Linked DNA regions of Mus musculus: regions 2, 3, 4, 5, 6 and 7 are each linked to region 1. A link is a contact called in public ChIA-PET and promoter capture Hi-C data. All regions are on one chromosome and are shown on one strand. The core of a region is the stretch at or near the end of the contact, and the rest is flanking DNA. Distances in the headings are between cores, read along the strand shown. Region 1 holds the start of Ahcyl1 (S-adenosylhomocysteine hydrolase-like 1). Region 2 holds the start of Clcc1 (chloride channel CLIC-like 1). Region 3 holds the start of Cd53 (CD53 antigen). Region 4 holds the start of Wdr47 (WD repeat domain 47). Region 5 holds the start of Celsr2 (cadherin, EGF LAG seven-pass G-type receptor 2). Region 6 holds the start of Psrc1 (proline/serine-rich coiled-coil 1). Region 7 holds the start of Kcna3 (potassium voltage-gated channel, shaker-related subfamily, member 3).

Region 1 (2,653 bases), core at 45-2,544:
TCTTTTTGGAACATTTCAGAAATGTAATTGTAGACTGTTTGCTATGTGATGTAACCTCTCCCCTTTGACCAACAAACCTTCATTAAAAGTTCTGCTACATGTTATAGCCTCATTTTTTGTGGTTTAGGAGTAAGAGTTGGAAAGAGAAAGGGGCTGATGTGACTACAAGAGCTAAAGAAACAGTTGTAAGACTGGAATAGTGAGTAATGTTTCAGATGAGGCAGCAAACTAGAGCCAGAGATGACCATGAAAACCTAAGTCCCCTCAGTAATTCACAGAAATCCTGGGGACAACATTGTACTTTCCACAGGACATAGGAATTGGAGCCAATGTCATTTGAATGACTCTCAAAGGATAAGATACCGCAGTTGACCCCAGCTTACGAATAGGCTTTCCCTTCCCAAATGGATGGGTTCTTGGAAAACATAAATATGCCACATGCACCTCTACCATCCCAGGGCCTTTATACGGGGGCTGTACACAGTAGAATCCAGAAACTGTGCGAGTCCAAACTGAACGTTCTGCACTACACTCACTGAGAGTGGAGCTGGCAGGGAGAGCCTACTGCCTAGAGAGCATGGAGCAGGAGAACCCATTTGGCTGGGACTTTTTCTCAATCTGCCCTGTTCTCTGCCCTCTGACCAACCCATCAACCTTATCTTAATGACCTCTTCACATCAGCACTGCAGCCTGAAGGTCTTGTAAACAGACAAGGCCCAGGAGGAGATGGTGATGGAGGTCATAAAGGGTTGTGTAGAAACCAGACTGCTCTCAGCTTGTTCTGCACCCCTGTGAAGTAAAAAAGCAAACACTGTCCCCTGGAAATGGACTTCTGGCCCAAAGGGCCCAGGGTGTGGGCCGGGAGTAGGCTGTCTCTAACACTGAATTTTCCCAAAAAGGGCCGGGTAAAATGTGTCCGGTGGGACTCTGGTTTATGCTCCCAAGCATCGCTCTTGATATGCCATCTTCCCGATCCCCGATGCTCTGCCACCTCCCCATGCTGAGGTTTCCTGGGGAGTTGGTAGTCCAAAGACCCTTAGTCTTGTGGCATCTTTATAGGAGTCACACTCGGCTCAATAGGGCTGATGGCACCACCTGGCGGCAGACAAGGTTCAACTACTCACCCTGGGACGTTCATCACCGAGGCGCAGGAAAGGAGGGGCGATTCCTGCGGCCCGGCCCAGCATGTTGACGTCACCAGAGCGCGCCATTTGTCCCCGCCTCTTTCCGCCCCCCTCTCCTTGGGGCTGCCAGTACTTGACGTGGCGTCTCCGCCCTCTACCCTTACTTTGCGTGCGTGCTTGCGTGTGGCGGAGGTGGCTGCGCGGGCAGGTCGGAGCTGCGTGCTGTTGCTTCTGGTTCTGTGGCCGCCGTCGCTGTCCGGCAGGCTCCGGTCTCGGAGCCGACGAGGCGCGCGCGCGCGGGTCCCAGCCCTTCGGAAGCCCAAGCAGCTCGGCGCGGGGCCTGGCGGGAAGGCGGGCGAGCGCGTGGCCGAGGGCGCCGCGCGGACGGGCGGGCGCCCGTGAGGGAAAGAGGCGGGGGCGGCGGGTTAGCCGCGGGCCGGGCCGGCCGGGGGATGTCGATGCCTGACGCGATGCCGCTGCCCGGTGTCGGGGAGGAGCTGAAACAGGCCAAGGAGATCGAGGACGCCGAGAAGTACTCCTTCATGGCCACGGTCACCAAGGCTCCCAAGAAGGTGCGGGGCTCTGGGTGGCGGCGAGGGCCCTCGAGGAAGGGGCGCGAGCAAGCCCCGGGCCCGGACTCGGGTAGTTCGGGACTTAGGGCTAGGGTTTGGGGTGCTCAGGACCATTGACACGATGTAGTGGGTGGCCGGTGAGCGGCGATGGGCCTAGCTGGAGCCAAAGAGGCCGCTCTGACCTCGCTTTTCTTTGTCCCTCGGCCGGAGTCCTCCTGGATCTTACTGAAGCCCGACAGGGCCAGGCCTTAAATTCGCGACTGACTTTTCCTGGATGGAGGGCCTTGAAGACGAGATTGGGAGGGGGTGAGCGACTCAGCTGACCCCTGTGACCTGTCCAGGGGATGAGGTTGTGCAGGAAATTTCCCCTCAGGTGAGTGGGGGAAATCAGGCAGCTCTTTTTCAAAGCATCTTCTTGGGGGAGAATTGGCCGTTCGACCAACAACTGCGTGATCGCTTAGAGGCAAGAGGAAAGAATCGTATGAACTGGTTTATGCAGCTGACGGTTCTAAAAGCAACAAGAGATGGAAAGGCAAAATGGTAATCGCCGTGCAGTCTTCCACCTGCTAGGAAGTATGTGAGAAAGGAAAATTTAGAGGTTGGTGACAGTAGACACTGTCATGGATGCAGGTTGATCGCAGTCATGTGAATAGATCACTTAGACATCCCTCCAGAAAGGAGCTTGGGTGGGTTGGGGAGGTGGGTGGGAAGAAATGATTGCTCATTCTTTACTGCACTTACAAGTTCAGCCTATTGTGCTGGGGGTTGAGCTCAAAGGACATCCTTCTATGGCTCTTGGAAAAGGTGATCTATGGAGGGCTGAGTCTAACTAGCTCTCTCAGTGGTAGGGTCGGGGTCTCCAGTGCTTTCTGTCGAACCTTTGCTGACCCTTCCTCTAACCTGGTACCCAATTAGCAGTGGAACAAGGAGGTGACCTTTCTGAAATAGTTTCCTCTT
Region 2 (2,653 bases), core at 84-2,583, 960 kb before region 1:
CTATGTTGCCTCAGTTTATGAAAAAAACCTGCGTTACTCTATGACTTGTCGGTGGACACCAGTTAGTTTGTATCATTTTCTCATTGCCTCAACTACAACACATGTACTCCAGTGCGCACAATAATAGTATATAAAAAAACATACTCATACAATAATAGAGGACATTTTGTTACTGAAACATATGCTCCTTTAATCCTTACAAAAACTCTTGGAAAGGGCACCACTGTCTCAATCCCAGAAAAAACGGGTAACATGCCCATGGCCTCTGAGCTCTGAGAGGTTCCTTGGAGGTTAGGGTTCAAAAGCGGGTGAGGAAACTCTGCTGGGTCTTATCACACAGGTGGGAAAACCAGAAAAGGGGCTTCTCACAGGGGCGGCCTCTGGCTTAGCTCTTAAGATGTGCAGGCTGATTGACAGCCACGAAATGGAAACCCTCAAGAAAGTCACTGATTTCAAAGAATCAGAGGTCTAACCAACCAGCCAAGCAGGACTAACCGGGTTAAGGGAAGTCAAATTCTCGGTTATCTTAGAAGCGGGAAGTCGCTATTTAGCTCACGCGTGTTCTTGTCCTTTCCTGGCAATTGAGGTTGTTTTTTTCTGTTTGTTTGTTTGTTTGTTTTTCGAAACGAGGTTTCTCGGTGTATCCTGGAAACGCTGTAGACCAGGCAGGCCTCGAACTCAGAGATCCGCCTGCCTTTGCCTCCGGAGTGCTGGGATTAAAGGGTGCCCACCGCCCACCAGACAATTTTCATTTCCAATATGTGCCCAGACAACGCTGAGAAGAGCACTTTTATAATCAGTATCATGGAGAAAACCTGACGTTTTGCACCTAATTATAAACCCACAGACTTACAGCATCAACTAACTTAATATACTCAAATTAAATTTGGAGTTTCATACCATTACTCCAACAAATCCAATATATATATATAATTTTTTGGCCGTCAGTATTTGTTGCAGATTCTGCCAAGGTTTCAGATAACACAAGCAAGGATGCTCTTGCCCCAGGGTGGGCCGCTCGGTATATTCGCAGGGTTAGCCGAGACAAGGGGAATGACTGGCGGGCGCTGTCTACCCGCGTAAGACGGAACAGGGAATCGCCACGGGCCCAGGCCCCGGCACCTCTCACGCTGCCGCGCCGCCTCCCACGCAGACCCGCGGGCCGCCCCGACACACCGAAGAGCGCCCACTCACGTCGAGGGTCCTGCCTGCTCTTTCAGAGGGACCCGGGCCAGCCCGGCCGCGGAAGACGCCGAGCCGCCTACCTCAAACACGGTGCACTCGGACTGGAGTCCCGAGCGGACTCATCGACTCGCTCGGCCCGCAGCTGTGCGGCCTTCCCGCGCGCGTTGCTGATTGGCTGCGCCGCGGGGGCGGAGGCGGGGGCGGGACCAGGCCGCGCTCCTCTGCTCTGAAGTAAGGGCTTTTCAATTACCCAACCACCAGTTCAGTTCAGACGGTCGTGGCTAAAGGAGCCAAGTACGTCTAAATAAGTAAATAAGTAATAAGTAAATAAGGAAAGAAAAGAAAGAAAGAAAGAAAGAAAGAAAGAAAGAAAGAAAGAAAGAAAGAAAGAAAGAAAGAAAGAAAGAAAGAAAGAAAGAAAGAAAGAAAAAGAGAGAGAGAGAGAGAGAGAGAGAGAGAGAAAGAAAGAGGGGGGAGGGAGGGAGAGAAGGAGAGAGAGAGAGATAGAGAGAGAGATCTACTTCGAACATAACTTTCTAAGTGGAAGATAATGGTTAACTAGTACTATATATAGTGAGGGAGGCAAATGGGAGTTTGGACGTAAGGTTTGTTTTGTGTTTATCTTCAACTTCTGGCTTTGCAGTTTCCAAAGTGTCCAAAGAGGAACCCCACCCCAGAAATGAATACAAAAACTAACTGGCAATGAGACACTGTTAGTATTTAATTTGGTATTCTTGGGTATACATACATCATTTACAACTTTTTAAGATTTGTAGTCGTTTTAGATTTATTTCATATGTATGAGTGCTTTGCTTCATATAGTATGTGTTCCACGTGCGTGTCTAGTACATACAGGGGTCAGAAGAGGGGGTTGGATCCCCCTAGATAGGAAGTCCCAGATAATTGTGGCACCAACACGTATTTTCTTTTTAATTCTGATTGTGTTTCTGCATATGAATGCAGTTGCCAGCAGAGGTCAGAGCTGCAGTTGCCAGCAGAGCATCAGGTACCTGAGATGCAGAGTTATCGGTGATCTTGAGCCACAAAACTCGGTTGCTGGAAACCGAACTTGAGTTCTTTTAACAGCTAAGCCACTTCTCCAGCCCCATTGCTACTGTGGCTGGTAGCCTTTCAGATGTAGATGATAAGATCCTACTGCTGTAGCAACCATGTGTGTACAGAAGTCAAGATGGAACTGGACTGAATGCTTACTCTGGAAGGTTAGCTTTCATAACATAAGGATGCCTTATGGAAGAAGTCACCAGCAGTCTTGCCCTGCTGTGACCTTGTATGTTACCCGGCTGCCCTCCCAGGCAAGATGTACCCACATTTGCAATAGTGGCAAACTGTTAAGTGGGTAGCCATCTTCTTTCCAGCTTGATTTGAGGCCCACTCCATAGGAGGGGATTCATGTCCGGCACAGTAGACCTGATCAAATCTGCGTCTGGGAGGTCAATGCCCTAGGGGG
Region 3 (2,653 bases), core at 52-2,551, 910 kb after region 1:
GGAAGGGCTGAGAAGCACTTGAAAAAATATTCAACATTCTTAATCATCAGAGAAATGCAAATCAAAAGAACCCTGAGATTCCATCTCACACCAGTCAGAATGGCTAGGATCAAAAATTCATGTGACAGCAGATGCTGGGGAGGATGTGGAGAAAGATGAACACTCCTCCATTGCTGGTGGGATTGCAAACTGGTACAACCACTCTGGAAATCAGTTTGGCGGTTCTTCAGAAAACTGGACATAGTACTACCAGTAGATCTAGCAATACCTCTCCTGGGCATATACCCAGAAGATGTTCTAACTGGTAAAAAGGACACATGGTCCACTATGTTCATAGCAGACCTATTTATAATAGCCAGAAGCTGAAAAGAACCCAGATGTCCCTAAACAGAGGAATGGATACAGAAAATATGGTACATTTACACAATGGAGCACTACTCAGCTTTTAAAAACAATGAATTTATGAAATTCTTGGGCAAATGGATGGATCTGGAGTATCACCCTGAGTGAGATAACCCAATCACAAAAGAAATCCTTTGATATGCACTCACTGATAAGTGGATATTAGCCCAGAAACCTAGAATACCCAAGATAGTTTTTTTTTAAACAAGATTTGTTTACTTATTATGTATATGTATATGTATATGTATATGTGTATGTGTATGTGTATGTGTATGTGTATGTGTATGTGTGTGTATATGTATAATGTATATGTATATGTATATGTATATGTATATACTGTAGCTGTCTTCAGGCACACCAGAAGAGGGCATTAGATCCCATTTATAGATGGTTGTGAGCCACCATGTGGCTGCTGGGAATTAAACTCAGGACTTCTGGAAGAGCAGTCAGTGCTCTTAACTGCTGAGCGATCTCTCCAGCTGCATTTTTGTTTTTCTAGTTCATGTTTTGATACACCTTTGTCCAAAAGTAGATATTCAATCCTACACAAGTTTATCTCTGTGTCCTCTACTATGCTATATTGATCTACAAGTATGGTTTCATTCCAGTACCATGCTGGCTTGGTCAGTATGGTTTAGTAGTATAGTTTGTGGTCAAACGGTGGGGACACATACACAGAAACAGACCCACGGGTATTTTGTAGTTGCTGCTTCAATTGAGAAGCACTGTTCTATGGCCAGGAAATATCACTCAAATTACTGTAAAGTTCACCAGAACTCAGATTGGTGTGTCAGACCTTCTTTAGCTTCCAGAAACCAGCTTAGAATAGGCTGGGAGTGGAAGCCTCTGCAAGTTCACTGAGGAACAGTTGACTATCTGAGCCTAAGAGAGAACACTCAGTCTCACTTCCTCACTCTTCTCGCTTGGGTTTCCTGTCGTCACAGCATGATTGTATTTTTTCTCTCTTCACTTCTCCTTTTACACAAATAGACATAGACTTCTGGGTTACAGGCTGTGCTGGCCACCTAAAAGATAATCAGTGAATTCTACCTGAAGTACTGAGGGACACTGCCTTCAAAAGGTAAGATTTATGACTTTTAACAGCTCTAAATCAGCTAATAAGGCACATAGCATTTTGAGAGTCTCCACACATCCCTTTAGTAACTTTAAAATGTGATGTGTTTACAAATATTTAGATCAGCACTTCCCTTAGGCAACTGGGCTAGAAATACTTTGATTTAATTGGTGTTTTATTTTCTGATATCTCTTTGGGCCTAAGTATTCATAAGCTTACATTATTATGCCACTTGAATTGCTTACTGTATATGGTGGTTTCTAATGCTTGAAGTTTTTGAGGTGAGATGAGATGAAATTGGGGAGATCTTCTATGTTGTTTTTTCTTCAAAAACTTGAAGTTTCATTTTAGAGCAGGGAGGAAAATCATAACCAGAGTGATTTAGAACAGTAGCCAGAAGACATGTTGTCTTTGTTTGAAAACATTTTAAAGGAAAGTTAGTGCTGAGAATGTCATGTTTTGATATAAGATAGATACAAAAAACCTGCAACATAGGTGTTCTGCAATGTACTTCATGTATTTTATTCCTATGGCTTAGTTTGGGGGAAGGTAAACATTGTGATCTGAAGGGCTTCTTTCTTCACTTTAAATGGTCTGTGATACACAAAGCTTGAACATTGACAAATTTCACATAAAATGTGCAGCAGAGAGGAAACCCACATAACTTGATACAGTAATAGTTTCCAACTTGCAAGCCATTCTAGGGTGTAAGTATTCAGCAAAATGATAGTCAAGCTTTGGTCAATACAAAATGTCTGTATCAGGTCTTTCTTGGTCCAAGAGCTGTGAAGAGCTCATTTGATTATAATCTAAAAGGGAGAAAGTAAAGTATCCATGTCCACATTTTCTCACCTAAAATTCAAGGGAGATGATTGGGAGTTAGTTGCAGCTTGTCAGAGCCACCCTCAGAGGCTACTAAACCTTATGTTTATAAATAGTGACCTAAGTGAACTAAGTTAAAAACCATGGGTTAGGCACCCTTTGATGTCTGACAGTATACTGTTGATACAGAGGAGAAATGAAGAAGAATGGAGAATTTGCCCAGTAATAGTTTTTTCCATGAGGAGCTTTTCTTGGTAATCATATCTATTAGAAGATTGAGCCAGAGAAGAATTTTATCTGCTGTGTGAGCAATGTTTTGCTTTCTCAATCTCGATCCAAATCTTCACTGCTTTG
Region 4 (2,653 bases), core at 64-2,563, 890 kb before region 1:
TAAACCTGTATGTTAATTCCTGTGCCATTAACTTTTTATAGCATTCTATGAACTCTCTACAACAAAGGGGGGAAACTAAGTGTCAGGATTTCAACCGATGAATCTGGGTGGAACAAAGACTTCTCCTCTCATTATGCAGTGAGAACCAAGTTGCCAAAAAAAAAAAAAAAAAAAAAAAGCTCCCCTCAGACGACACCCTTCGTAGTTACTAGCTGCATGTCTGGATGTACAGGGGGGAAATCATCAGGTCAAATACTGCCGCTGCCTACTTGGTTCCTACCCCTTTGCCAAAGGCGTCGTCCCAGAGCTAGAGCCCCAATCTTTTTCTCCCCAATACAGCTAAGCAGCTTAACCCTCTGAGTTCCATAACCTCCGGTGTCTTACGCAGGCGTCCCCGGGAACAAATCACGTTCGAAATTCAGTCGATGCCCCTGTCCCCACCCTCCCAGACCCCACAGGACTGCTCCTAACAGCCACTGGCCTGGCGTCAGAAAGGGCAAACCCGGATCCCCCACAAACCCTCAACCCCGCCACTCCCTACCCATTCGCCGGCCAAGGCGAGCAGGGAAAGGGACCAGCGCGCAGCCCTCAGTCTCGCCCCAGCCCAATAGAGGGGCGAGGCAGATGCAGCCCAGTCAGCCCTCCTCGCGCCCCTCAGCAGCGGCGAGGTGGATACTCCATACCAGGGCGAGGGGCATCGCCCAGCCGCCCGAATCAGACTGGCAAGTAGGGGAAGGTGTGGTCCAGCAGTGGCGGCCTGGATAGATTGCCTGGCGGGTCCCAGGTCCTGTCCCCGAGACACCCGGGCCTCGCCCGCATCCCATCTTCTCGCAGTCGCCACCAAAGCCTACCCAAGACACTCCTCCCGGCTGCGAACGCCGCCCAAGGGGCTGTGGGGTCTGCGCCGCATCAGGCTAGTGACAGGTGGCGACGGGTGACCATGGCAACCCACGGTGCACGGCGGCCCGCCCCCGCCTCCTGGAATCCGCTCACCTGAGAGCTCCGGGCGGAGCCGGCAGAAGCGGTGGAGGAAAACGCGGAGGAGAGGCCGGCGGCCAGAGCCCCGAGACAGCCAATTCCAGTCTAAGGCGCGAGCGCGAGGGCGGCGGTCTGGGCTAAGCAGCCCGCACGTCAATCCATCAGCTCGTCAGCCGGTCCTGCTCGCGTCCGCCCCGATCCCGCCTCCGACCGCTCCGCTCCGCGGACTGCGGTTGTCAAGCGCCGCTGGAACGGAGCTCCAGCCGCCAGCTGCAGCCAATCACTGCTCGTCCCTGGAGCCGCCTCAGGACCCCTCCTCGCGAGGCGGCTAGGCAGGTGCCTGAGCAGAAGAGTCGGCTGGGCCAGCCCAGGAGGGTAGGGCGGGGCCTAGAGGCGGGGCCTAACACGGGGGCGGGCAGAATCTAAGACTGACGCCTGGAGGCTCCTGGCCCTCGCCTTCTCTGCTCTTATGGTTTAGGAGATGACTGTAAGGAGAATGTAGGCCCAGAACCTTCGGGTGACGCTATGTTATGTCCCAAAATAGCGTGGACAGGTGTGGTAGTTTGAATGAGAATTGCCCCCATACTCATGCATTTGAATGCTTGTCCCCAGTTACTGGACTGACAGGAAAAGATAAGGATAGCAGTTCTCAACGTATGGGTCCCAACACCTCCTAGGAGGGTAACATATCATATAATTTCAATTCATAGCAGTAACCAACTGGTCTGAAGTAGCAACGAAAATAATTTTATGGCTGGGGGTGAGGAGGCCACCAAAAGATGAGCAACTGTATTAAAGAGTCGCAGCATTAGGAAGGTTGAGAACCACTGGATTAGGTGTGAACAAGTTGGAAGAGATGTCACTGAGGGTGGTCTTGGAGGTTTCAAGAGCCAGTCCTTTCTGGCTTTTTTTTTTTTTTGTAAGATTTATTTATTATATGTAAGTACACTGTAGCTGTCGCCAGACACCCCAGAAGAGGGCATCAGATCTCACTATGGATGGTTGTGAGCCACCATGTGGTTGTCAGGATTTGAACTCAGGACCTCCAAATAGAGCAGTCAGTGTTCTTAACCGCTGAGCCATCTCTCCAGTCCCAAGCCAGCCTTTTCTTCGTTTTATGTCTGGTGCTTGTGGATCACGTGTAAGCTGTTAGCAACTGCTCCAGCATCAGGCCTCCCTGTCTGCTGGCACATTCACTGCCAAGACCGTCATGAACTAACCCTCTGGAACCCTGAGCTAAAAATTAAATGCTGTCTTTTATAAGTTGCCTTGGTCGTGGTGTTTCATCACATCAATAAAAAAAGTAGCTAGGACAACCTGTCTGACACTTCCAAATGTCTTCTGTGCACTGGGTTTGACTCTTAATTCTACTCCAACGATTAACTAATAAAGCTTAAGTGAAATAAATACTCCTTCCTTGCCCTTTTCCGTACTCCATCTCCCTCCATGAAAACCATCCCCTTCCAGGCTCTCCATGTGTAAAGCTAATCCTATCTTGAAGCACTTAACAAGGCTGCTGTTTTGAACTGCCCTTTTATTTACAGTAGTAACCTCACTCCTACACATTTGTGTAGTAGTATTCCCCCAGATACGTACTGCTCAAGGAGCTGAACCTCCAGGAACCTTAGCATAAAGAATCCAGAACTCAGGAGGCAGAGGTAGACTTATGAGAGAT
Region 5 (2,653 bases), core at 71-2,570, 720 kb before region 1:
CACTTATGGGAAGATTCATCAGTTCTTCATACCCCTTCCAGAAGGTTCTGGGGTGGCATTCCATGAAGGGCTCAGTAGTCCTGTGCAATGGACAGGGCCATTTGCTAGTTACAAAGCCGCGGGTAGGAGGAGGACAGCAGTTGGACATTGATCTAGGAGGGAGGAGGGATAAAGAAAAAGGAACACGTCCTAAGGTCCAGGAAGCTTGGGCCCTCTGGAACCAACTCACCCTGGCCCTAGGAATCTGGTAGTGTTAGTGCTCTTGCTGCTTTGGACATTCTGGTTCACTTCCCCTGACCTGACATGTGGTACCCAAGATGTATCCCAAATGAGCTTAGGGGTCCTTTTGTCCAAGATATCCAAGTGAGAGCACGACTTCTGGTATCTGGGGGAGACTTTGTAGTGTCGAGCGAAGTCGAGCAAAGTCGTCTTTACTTCTGACCCGGGACCTGTAGGATGGGGCAGCAATGAGGGCTTTCAGGGATGGTAAGACTGGAAAGTTGTCTGTCTGTCTGTCTGTCTGTCTGTCTATATCCACCCACCTCCCACCCCCTGGTCACCTCCTGCAGACATTAAGACTGTTTTGAAAGAGCGCTAGCCATAGAATTTTACAAGAGTATCAATTCCCTGTGTGGCTTCTGATTGTTCATTCCTCTTTAAGCTGTAGAAGGGATCCAGAAATGGAAAGGAGCAAGTCTGATGTGCTGGGAAGAAAAATTCTACCAGAGGCGGGAATCTTACTTAGAGCCGCCATGCAGAAGAGGGCGCTGGGTGGGGCCCACCTCCTCGGCGCGTTGGGCGTCGCCGCTTTAAGACCGCGGCGGCGCGAGCAGGTCTATGGTAATGAGCCGCCGCCACCACCGCCGCTGCTCTGCAGAGCTCGCCCGCCCGCCCGGGAGGCGAGGGAACGCGGGTCTGGGCCCGGGACCCCGGCGACCGGTAGCTGCCGCGGCGGGGACGCAGGGCGCGAGCGGGTGGCGCAGGGCCATCGTTGGCAGCCGGGCCCGGGCCGGAGCGTGAGGCTCCGCAGACGCAGGTGGGCGACCTTACGCGGGCGGAGGGGACATTCTGGGGCTCGGGACCGGGGGACCCGGCAGAGCCAGAGATCCTCGCGGCCCGCGGGCGCAGGTAGAGAACGCTCAGAGCGCAGGTGGAAGCGCAGCGTGAACCCGCAGTGGTCGCGGCGACTCGGGAGCGGGCCCGGCTTCGAGAGTGGTGGGAGCCCGGCGCATCGTGGGCTAAGAGCGCGGCCCCGCCGAGCCATCTGGGTGCAGGCCCAGTGGGACGTACAGGTGGCCCCCGGGGACCCGCGCCCCGGCCCGGGCATGAGGCGCGGCGGGGCCGGCAGGAGCCGGAGGAAGAGCCGCCGCGGCTGTTGACCCGGCTGGCCGGGAACAGGGAGAGATGCGGAGCCGGGCTGCCAGCGCCCCCCTCCCAACGCCGCTGCTGCCGCTGCTACTGCTGTTGCTGCTGCTGCCACCGTCGCCACTACTGGGAGATCAAGTGGGGCCCTGTCGTTCTCTGGGATCCGGGGGACGCAGCTCCTCTGGGGCCTGCGCCCCCGTGGGCTGGCTCTGCCCAGCCTCTGCTTCGAACCTCTGGCTCTACACCAGCCGCTGCAGAGAATCGGGCATTGAGCTGACCGGCCACCTGGTGCCCCACCACGATGGCCTGAGGGTTTGGTGTCCAGAATCAGGGGCTCATATCCCTCTTCCGCCATCCTCTGAAGGCTGCCCCTGGAGCTGTCGTCTCCTGGGTATCGGAGGACACCTTTCTCCACAAGGCACGCTGACCCTGCCTGAAGAGCACCCTTGCTTAAAGGCCCCACGGCTCAGATGCCAGTCTTGCAAGCTGGCACAGGCCCCAGGGCTCAGGGCTGGGGAAGGCTCACCAGAGGAATCTCTGGGTGGGCGCAGGAAAAGGAATGTGAATACAGCTCCCCAGTTCCAGCCTCCCAGCTACCAGGCCACAGTGCCTGAGAACCAGCCTGCTGGTACCTCTGTTGCATCCTTAAGAGCCATTGATCCAGATGAGGGTGAGGCGGGTCGACTTGAGTACACCATGGATGCCCTCTTTGATAGCCGCTCCAATCATTTCTTCTCCTTGGACCCAATCACCGGTGTTGTCACCACAGCTGAGGAGCTGGATCGGGAGACCAAGAGCACCCACGTCTTCAGGGTCACTGCACAGGATCACGGTATGCCCCGACGGAGTGCCTTGGCCACGCTTACCATCTTGGTGACCGACACCAACGATCACGACCCTGTTTTTGAGCAGCAAGAGTACAAGGAGAGCCTCAGGGAGAACCTGGAGGTTGGCTATGAGGTGCTTACAGTCAGGGCCACCGACGGCGACGCCCCTCCCAATGCCAACATTCTGTACCGCCTGCTGGAGGGGGCCGGAGGCAGCCCCTCAGACGCCTTTGAGATCGATCCTCGCTCGGGGGTGATCCGAACCCGCGGCCCTGTAGACCGGGAGGAAGTGGAATCCTACAAGTTAACAGTGGAGGCGAGTGACCAGGGCCGGGACCCAGGCCCGCGGAGTTCCACAGCCATTGTTTTCCTGTCGGTGGAGGATGATAATGACAACGCCCCCCAGTTTAGCGAGAAGCGTTATGTGGTCCAGGTGCGGGAGGATGTGACCCCAGGAGCCC
Region 6 (2,653 bases), core at 83-2,582, 690 kb before region 1:
GGGCACACTCCTCCAGCTGAGCCGCCAGGCGGTTGGCTTCATCAAGAATCTCTTCCAGCTTCTCTGGGCTGAGCGGGCCCAAGCTAAACCGCACACCCTGGAGGGCGGGAGCTACTTCATTTGGGTTACTCCGATGGGCGAGGCCCCGTCGAAGTGGTTTCTCTGGACTCACTAATACTGTTATGTCTTCTTCCTCATGACTGAAAAACAAATATGGCACCATGCTGGACAACAGCTAGCAGAAGGCATTCCTGTCGGCGAGTCGGGGACAATCCCCAACCCTGACTCCATTTTGGCCATGAGAACTGCTTTTAGGTGAGGAAAACTTAGTTCTACTCCCATTTTCTGAGACAATGTCTCAACTCTATAGCACAGAATGATCTCAAATTCAAAATCCCTCCTGCCTTCTCTCTCTCTCTCTCTGTCTCTCTTTCCCTCTCTCCCTCCCCCTCTCTGCACTCTAGTCTATCCTAGGAGTGTGGGGGTGGTTTGCAGGGCATGCCTCAACATGCCCAGGGACATTCATCTTTCATTTACATTTACCCCTAAATTTCCCTACAGCTTCTCTGTTCTCACCAGCATGTGTTCTAGAGGCCCAATTCTACCAGACTACTGCCATCAGAGGGTACCATACTCTGCTAGATTACCAACCACGGTTCTAGAGGCCCATAAGTTAGCAGTAAAGGGTTACAGATGTATTGCCGGAGGAAAATAATAAATGGATAAATAGGCTGGTACCTGTCAGATGGAGACAGCCCTCCGAAGTCCAAGGTCTCGTCCACAATGAACTTGATATCTGAAGGGATGAGAAGAATAAATGCCAGCTATCAGTTCTTGACAGACAGACTCTCAGGGGCCCGTTCCTCCCTCCATGGCTTCCTTACCCTCTTTCAGATCCTCCATGCTCAGCCAGCATAAGCGAGTCGGCTTAGACCTGAAAGAAAACATGCCTACCTCAGGTGTCTATCATCCTGCCTTAGGGCCCCATCAAGACTCGGAGTGCATTAGCTGGGGTGAAGAGGCATGGTGGTGGTAAAGCAGGATCAGCACGTGTCCCTGAAACTAGTCCGTTATATTAGGGAAAGGTGCAGAAAGCTCGACACCTGATGTGCAATCCGCCAACTTGCGCCCTGGCCTCTCCTCAGTCGGTCAGTCTTCACCTCCATCCTTACTATTATCCGAAATTTCGCTCCCCCCCTACCCCACCCATTTTCCACTCCGCGGCACCACATCCCCGCCACACCTCCAGCGCACACTCGGTTTCCACTCCCCACCTCGCTTCACAGTCTACGCAGGAAGCTTTTCTTCTACAATCTCCCAGTTCCCGGGAAAGGGCTCCCGAGGGGCGGAGCTTCGTTCGAATTTCTTAGGCTCCACCCAGTCCCGCCACAAACGCACAGCGATTGGTGAGTCCAAGGGGGCAGGGCTGAGTCGGGAGCAGTCGGGATGTCAGCCGGAGAAGATTGTCCCTTGGACCAAAGGGCACTTCCCAAAAAGGGTAGGGGGCTACAGCGGAACGGCGGGAGGAGCCGTGAGTGCGCGGTGGCGTGTACCGGAGCGCCTCCTTCTAACCGCGAGTCAGACAAGGGGAGAACTGTCGAACCAATGTAGGCTTGGAGCCCCGCCTCTTCCCCCACCTCCTGGATTCCAGCATCTGAGACTGGGTTTCCTTGCTGGGTTTCTCGCGTACTTGCAGAGACCACCAAATAGACCATCTCTCCAGCACTGGAGCCACAAGATTTCTTCATTTAGCATAAGGCCACTTCTCTGAGATATCTGGCATTTTTTTCTTCCTGCTTCAACCCCAACCCCCAAACGATGAGTATGAGCAGCTATTTAAGAGTTTAAATAAATAACAAAGAAGTCATTCTTCCAGGCAAACAGTAAGTAGTAATAATAATAAAAGATGTCAGAGCTGTGCTCCCTAAGTGCAAAAGGATTACCTATTGCTAAAGATCTTGTTCGTGTGAAGAATTTATTTCTTCGCCAGGATGCTGGAGATGTGTGCACTTTAATGGTGGGCCTGTAAAAGTTCAGCAAATAGCATGGTCTGGCGCATCCTTAGAGCACAGTCACTACCACCTTCTACCCTAGGCTTGCTTCAGGTTGGAAAGAAGCCTTTGCTGTTGTGAATGTTGTTGACTGGCTATGACCAGACCACTCCTCTCCATTCACTGATACACACACACACACACACACACACACCATCTGTTTCTTTTCCCTTTGTTTTTTGCTATTTTCTGAGACAGAGACTAGTGTAGCTCATGCTGGCCTTTGAATTCACCATATAGCCAAGGATGACCTTGAAGTCCCGACCCTCCTGCCCCTACCTCCCAAGTGCTGGGACTAAAGGCCTGTGCCACTCTACTCTAGGACCATCCTCTGAGACATCTGCAAACATCTGCAAGCATCTTCAGGAGTTCTGTTGCGCCTGCTTCGGAAAGACCATCACAGCTGGGCCTGTGGACGGTTTACCTTCCGTCATAGAAGGAGGAGGTGGGACAGAAGGTCACGGGACCTTCACCTGAGTATGCAGCCGTCCCTCTCAACCAGCTGTATGCAATTCTGTCCTAACTGCAGATGGTTTGGGGGAAGGGGCTAGAGGATAGAAGTGGGAAGAGGCAAGGGGAAGTCTCCTTAGGGAAGTCACCAG
Region 7 (2,653 bases), core at 44-2,543, 660 kb after region 1:
CAGCGTCTGTCCTAGGATCTGCAGCCCCTTAGAATGGCGGGAGAGCTTGAAGATGCGGAAAACCCTTACTAGGCGGATGACTCTCAGGATGGCCAGCGACATGGCCTGCTGCCCATTACCTTGTCGTTCAGCCAGCTCAGTGCCCAGAGTGATAAAATAAGGAATGATGGCCACAATGTCTATCAAGTTCATGATATTTCTGGAGAAGGTGGCTTTACTGGGGCAAGCAAAGAACCGCACCAGAAGCTCAAAGGAGAACCAGATGATGCACAAGGTCTCCACCACGAAGAAGGGGTCCGAGAAGCTGGAGGCTCCAGAAGGGGCCCCCGACGTGCTGTTGTTGGCAGCCTCAAACACGTCCTGCGACGGGGAGGCGGGATAGTCTTTCTCATCGCGAAACTCGGGAAGCGTCTCCAAGCAGAAGATGACAATGGAGATGAGAATGACCAGCACTGACACAATGGCAATGCCCCGGGCCGGCCCGGAGCTCTCCGGATATTCGAAGAGCAGCCACACCTGGCGCTGGAAGTCACGGCGGGGCAGGGGTCGCTCCTCCTCCCGCAGGAAGCCCTCATCCTCACGGAACTTTTCCATGGCCTCCTCACCCAGCTGGTAAAAGCGGATCTCCTCGGAGAAGATGTCGATGGGCACGTTGACCGGCCGGCGAATGCGGCCCCCGGACTGGTAGTAGTAGAGGATGGCGTCGAAGCTGGGTCGGTTGCGGTCGAAGAAGTACTCATTGCGGAGTGGGTCAAAGTACCGCATGCGCCGCTTGGGGTCGCCCAGCAGTGTCTCGGGGAACTGGCAGAGGGTCTTGAGCTGCGTCTCGAAGCGCAGCCCAGAGATGTTGATGACCACACGCTCGCCGCAGCAATCTTGCTCGCCCGCGGCGGGCAGCGCGGGTGGCAGTGGCTCGTAGCGGTCGCAGCCGCCACCGCCGCCGCCACTGCCACAGCCTCCCTGAGGCGGGTCCCCGCCACCGCCTCCCGCCGCCTCTGGCTCCAGCAGGTGGTCCCCGGGCACCACGGTCATGTCTGGCGGCAGCTCGGCGTGGCCGGGGCTCTGCAGGATGCGCGCGCCGCCTCCTGCGGGGTCCGGTGCAGGGTGGGCGCGGTGATGGGTGGAGGGCTGCGGCGGTCGAGCGCGGGAGGCGGCGGTGCTTTCCTTCCCTGCTGGCGGCTGCCGGCCCGAGTCGCTCCTCCTGGAGCTCCCCGCCCCACCGCCGCCTCTGCCCTACGAGCCCGGCCCCGCCGCCTGTTGCTGCGGCTGCCGCGAGGCTCTGTCTGGGCTGGCGCGGCCCGCGGGGCTGCACGGTCCAGACGCCTCCTCCTCCCTCCTCCGCACCCCTCCCCGCGGGGCGCGCGCCCGCCTCTCTGCCACCGCCCCCGGGTTTCCCGCCCACCGCGCGCGCGCGCTCCGCTTCCCGCTTGCCACCCTTGTTCCTCGACCTTCTTTGTCACTGGATCGCCGCCAACTTGCACCCCACTCCCCAGACTCCGCGGAACCCCTACCCAGCCACGCTGGCCTTGGAGGAACCCGGCCGCCTGACCTCGTTCCTGGGCTCTGCTTGCTCGCTCCTGGTCAGCGCGCGTTCCCTTCCCGCGCGTGGTCGAGACCTAATCTCAGGGCTGTTATACCCACGCAAGGACCACACCTCATCCCTCGAAGGGAGGCCTCCTGGCCCTTGACACTTTGCCAAGAAGGGCAAGTTCCACTAGAGTAGGTAACAAAAAGTCCCAAGCAAAGGAGGCATCCAGGCATCCAGACCCTGAATGTCTTGGGAGGAGGGGCTGCAGGCTAGGTTGTCTGGGCTAGTGCAGGATAGGATAGTCTGGGGCCAGCATCCGGATTTAGAGGGGTAGAATAATGCTAAAACCTGGGTGTTGGTGCAGTAAACGATATTTTTGGACAGGAAGCAATGGGTTAATGGGTAACATGGGGTCTCAAGTCTTCCCAGCAGTCTAAAAAGAGGGTCCTTAAAGGCATCTGGAGACCTCATTTTTATAATGGTTAGCTCAGTGCGGGCAGAATCAGGGGCAAGTTTCTGGTTGGGATTAGTGAGGGCAGTGGAAAAAAATAAGAGGGAATGGTAAAGAAAATTCACCACACCTTACTGTGTGACGAACAGGCCCAATACCTAGCGTTTAATTAACACAATGATACCTGCCCTTGCAGTAGGGAACTCGAGAAAGTGTATTTTAGCTGTTAATGTGGGAAAGCCTTCATTTTGCAGATTGTGCCTCTCTTGCTTGATATGGGCCTACAGAAAATATTATCTCCCTTAAACTGTTTCTCTAAATTGTGCTGGTTGCTTTAAACATAATTTCTGTTCCCAGACATTTAGCTACCCCAAGTATAAGTACCAGAGTTACAAAATTCTGTTACCCCCTTGAATCATTGCAATCGTTTGCAAAAGAGGAACTATTGTCTAGACATTCACTCATTCCATGAAGTTAGCTGAAAATTCAGTTTGATGTAAGAGTGATCTGTCGTCATGTTTTTCTTACCCCCTCTCCCAACTACTAAACTATGATAAAGAGGGCTTGCCCAACTTCTGTTGTTAGCAACTTGGAAATCCTGGGATCTCAGCATTTGTTTGTTGTACTGAATTCTGCAACAAGTGATGCTTTGTATTTATTTCTGTCTGCTCTGG

Evidence for each region. Promoter capture Hi-C pulls out the DNA fragments that hold promoters and counts their contacts. ChIA-PET counts read pairs in DNA pulled down with a chosen protein or histone mark.
Region 2: a promoter capture Hi-C map of liver shows a contact between it and region 1, with 5 times the contacts expected there. The contact joins the promoter of Clcc1 here to the promoter of Ahcyl1 in region 1. A contact is called at or near these places in 3 of 39 promoter capture datasets (liver and pre-B cells).
Region 3: a contact with region 1 is called in an RNA polymerase II ChIA-PET map of memory CD8 T cells, with 24 read pairs. The contact joins the promoter of Cd53 here to the promoter of Ahcyl1 in region 1. A contact is called at or near these places in 1 of 39 promoter capture datasets (pre-B cells) and 1 of 115 datasets of contacts at active chromatin or transcription factors (memory CD8 T cells).
Region 4: a promoter capture Hi-C map of liver shows a contact between it and region 1, with 6 times the contacts expected there. The contact joins the promoter of Wdr47 here to the promoter of Ahcyl1 in region 1. A contact is called at or near these places in 4 of 39 promoter capture datasets (liver, neutrophils and pre-B cells) and 1 of 115 datasets of contacts at active chromatin or transcription factors (astrocytes).
Region 5: a contact with region 1 is called in an RNA polymerase II ChIA-PET map of memory CD8 T cells, with 6 read pairs. The contact joins the promoter of Celsr2 here to the promoter of Ahcyl1 in region 1. A contact is called at or near these places in 2 of 39 promoter capture datasets (hematopoietic stem and progenitor cells and liver) and 1 of 115 datasets of contacts at active chromatin or transcription factors (memory CD8 T cells).
Region 6: a contact with region 1 is called in a promoter capture Hi-C map of pre-B cells, with 6 times the contacts expected there. The contact joins the promoter of Psrc1 here to the promoter of Ahcyl1 in region 1. A contact is called at or near these places in 7 of 39 promoter capture datasets (cranial neural crest, erythroid cells, hematopoietic stem and progenitor cells and 4 more), 3 of 484 Hi-C or Micro-C datasets (CD4 T cells, the G1E-ER4 cell line and cortical neurons), 2 of 115 datasets of contacts at active chromatin or transcription factors (memory CD8 T cells and pancreatic cancer cells) and 1 of 9 other capture datasets (liver).
Region 7: an RNA polymerase II ChIA-PET map of memory CD8 T cells shows a contact between it and region 1, with 8 read pairs. The contact joins the promoter of Kcna3 here to the promoter of Ahcyl1 in region 1. A contact is called at or near these places in 1 of 39 promoter capture datasets (the C10 cell line) and 1 of 115 datasets of contacts at active chromatin or transcription factors (memory CD8 T cells).

Annotation. Positions count from the first base shown.
Region 1 is chr3:107,695,201-107,697,853 of GRCm38.p6, reverse strand. Ahcyl1 (S-adenosylhomocysteine hydrolase-like 1) reads left to right here and starts at 1,294. Exons shown (of 17, transcript NM_145542.4): 1 at 1,294-1,696. The coding sequence starts at 1,577. It overlaps Gm40121 (a long non-coding RNA gene), which reads right to left and starts at 1,629. Exons shown (of 3, transcript XR_003954675.1): 1 at 1,125-1,629.
Region 2 is chr3:108,652,593-108,655,245 of GRCm38.p6, reverse strand. Clcc1 (chloride channel CLIC-like 1) reads right to left here and starts at 1,333. Exons shown (of 12, transcript NM_145543.2): 1 at 1,266-1,333.
Region 3 is chr3:106,788,797-106,791,449 of GRCm38.p6, reverse strand. Cd53 (CD53 antigen) reads left to right here and starts at 1,301. Exons shown (of 8, transcript NM_007651.3): 1 at 1,301-1,483.
Region 4 is chr3:108,589,938-108,592,590 of GRCm38.p6, reverse strand. It overlaps Wdr47 (WD repeat domain 47), which reads right to left and starts at 1,313. Exons shown (of 15, transcript NM_181400.3): 1 at 994-1,313.
Region 5 is chr3:108,414,246-108,416,898 of GRCm38.p6, reverse strand. It overlaps Celsr2 (cadherin, EGF LAG seven-pass G-type receptor 2), which reads left to right and starts at 1,320. Exons shown (of 34, transcript NM_017392.4): 1 at 1,320-2,653. The coding sequence starts at 1,405. It overlaps Gm52630 (a long non-coding RNA gene), which reads right to left and starts at 878. Exons shown (of 3, transcript XR_003954680.1): 1 at 742-878; 2 at 230-449; 3 at 1-80.
Region 6 is chr3:108,382,517-108,385,169 of GRCm38.p6, reverse strand. Psrc1 (proline/serine-rich coiled-coil 1) reads right to left here and starts at 1,332. Exons shown (of 8, transcript NM_019976.3): 1 at 1,244-1,332; 2 at 885-934; 3 at 739-796; 4 at 1-200. The coding sequence starts at 903. It overlaps Gm12522 (predicted gene 12522), which reads left to right and starts at 1,429. Exons shown (of 3, transcript NR_040560.1): 1 at 1,429-1,883; 2 at 2,374-2,653.
Region 7 is chr3:107,034,802-107,037,454 of GRCm38.p6, reverse strand. Kcna3 (potassium voltage-gated channel, shaker-related subfamily, member 3) reads right to left here and starts at 1,293. Exons shown (of 1, transcript NM_008418.2): 1 at 1-1,293. The coding sequence starts at 1,032.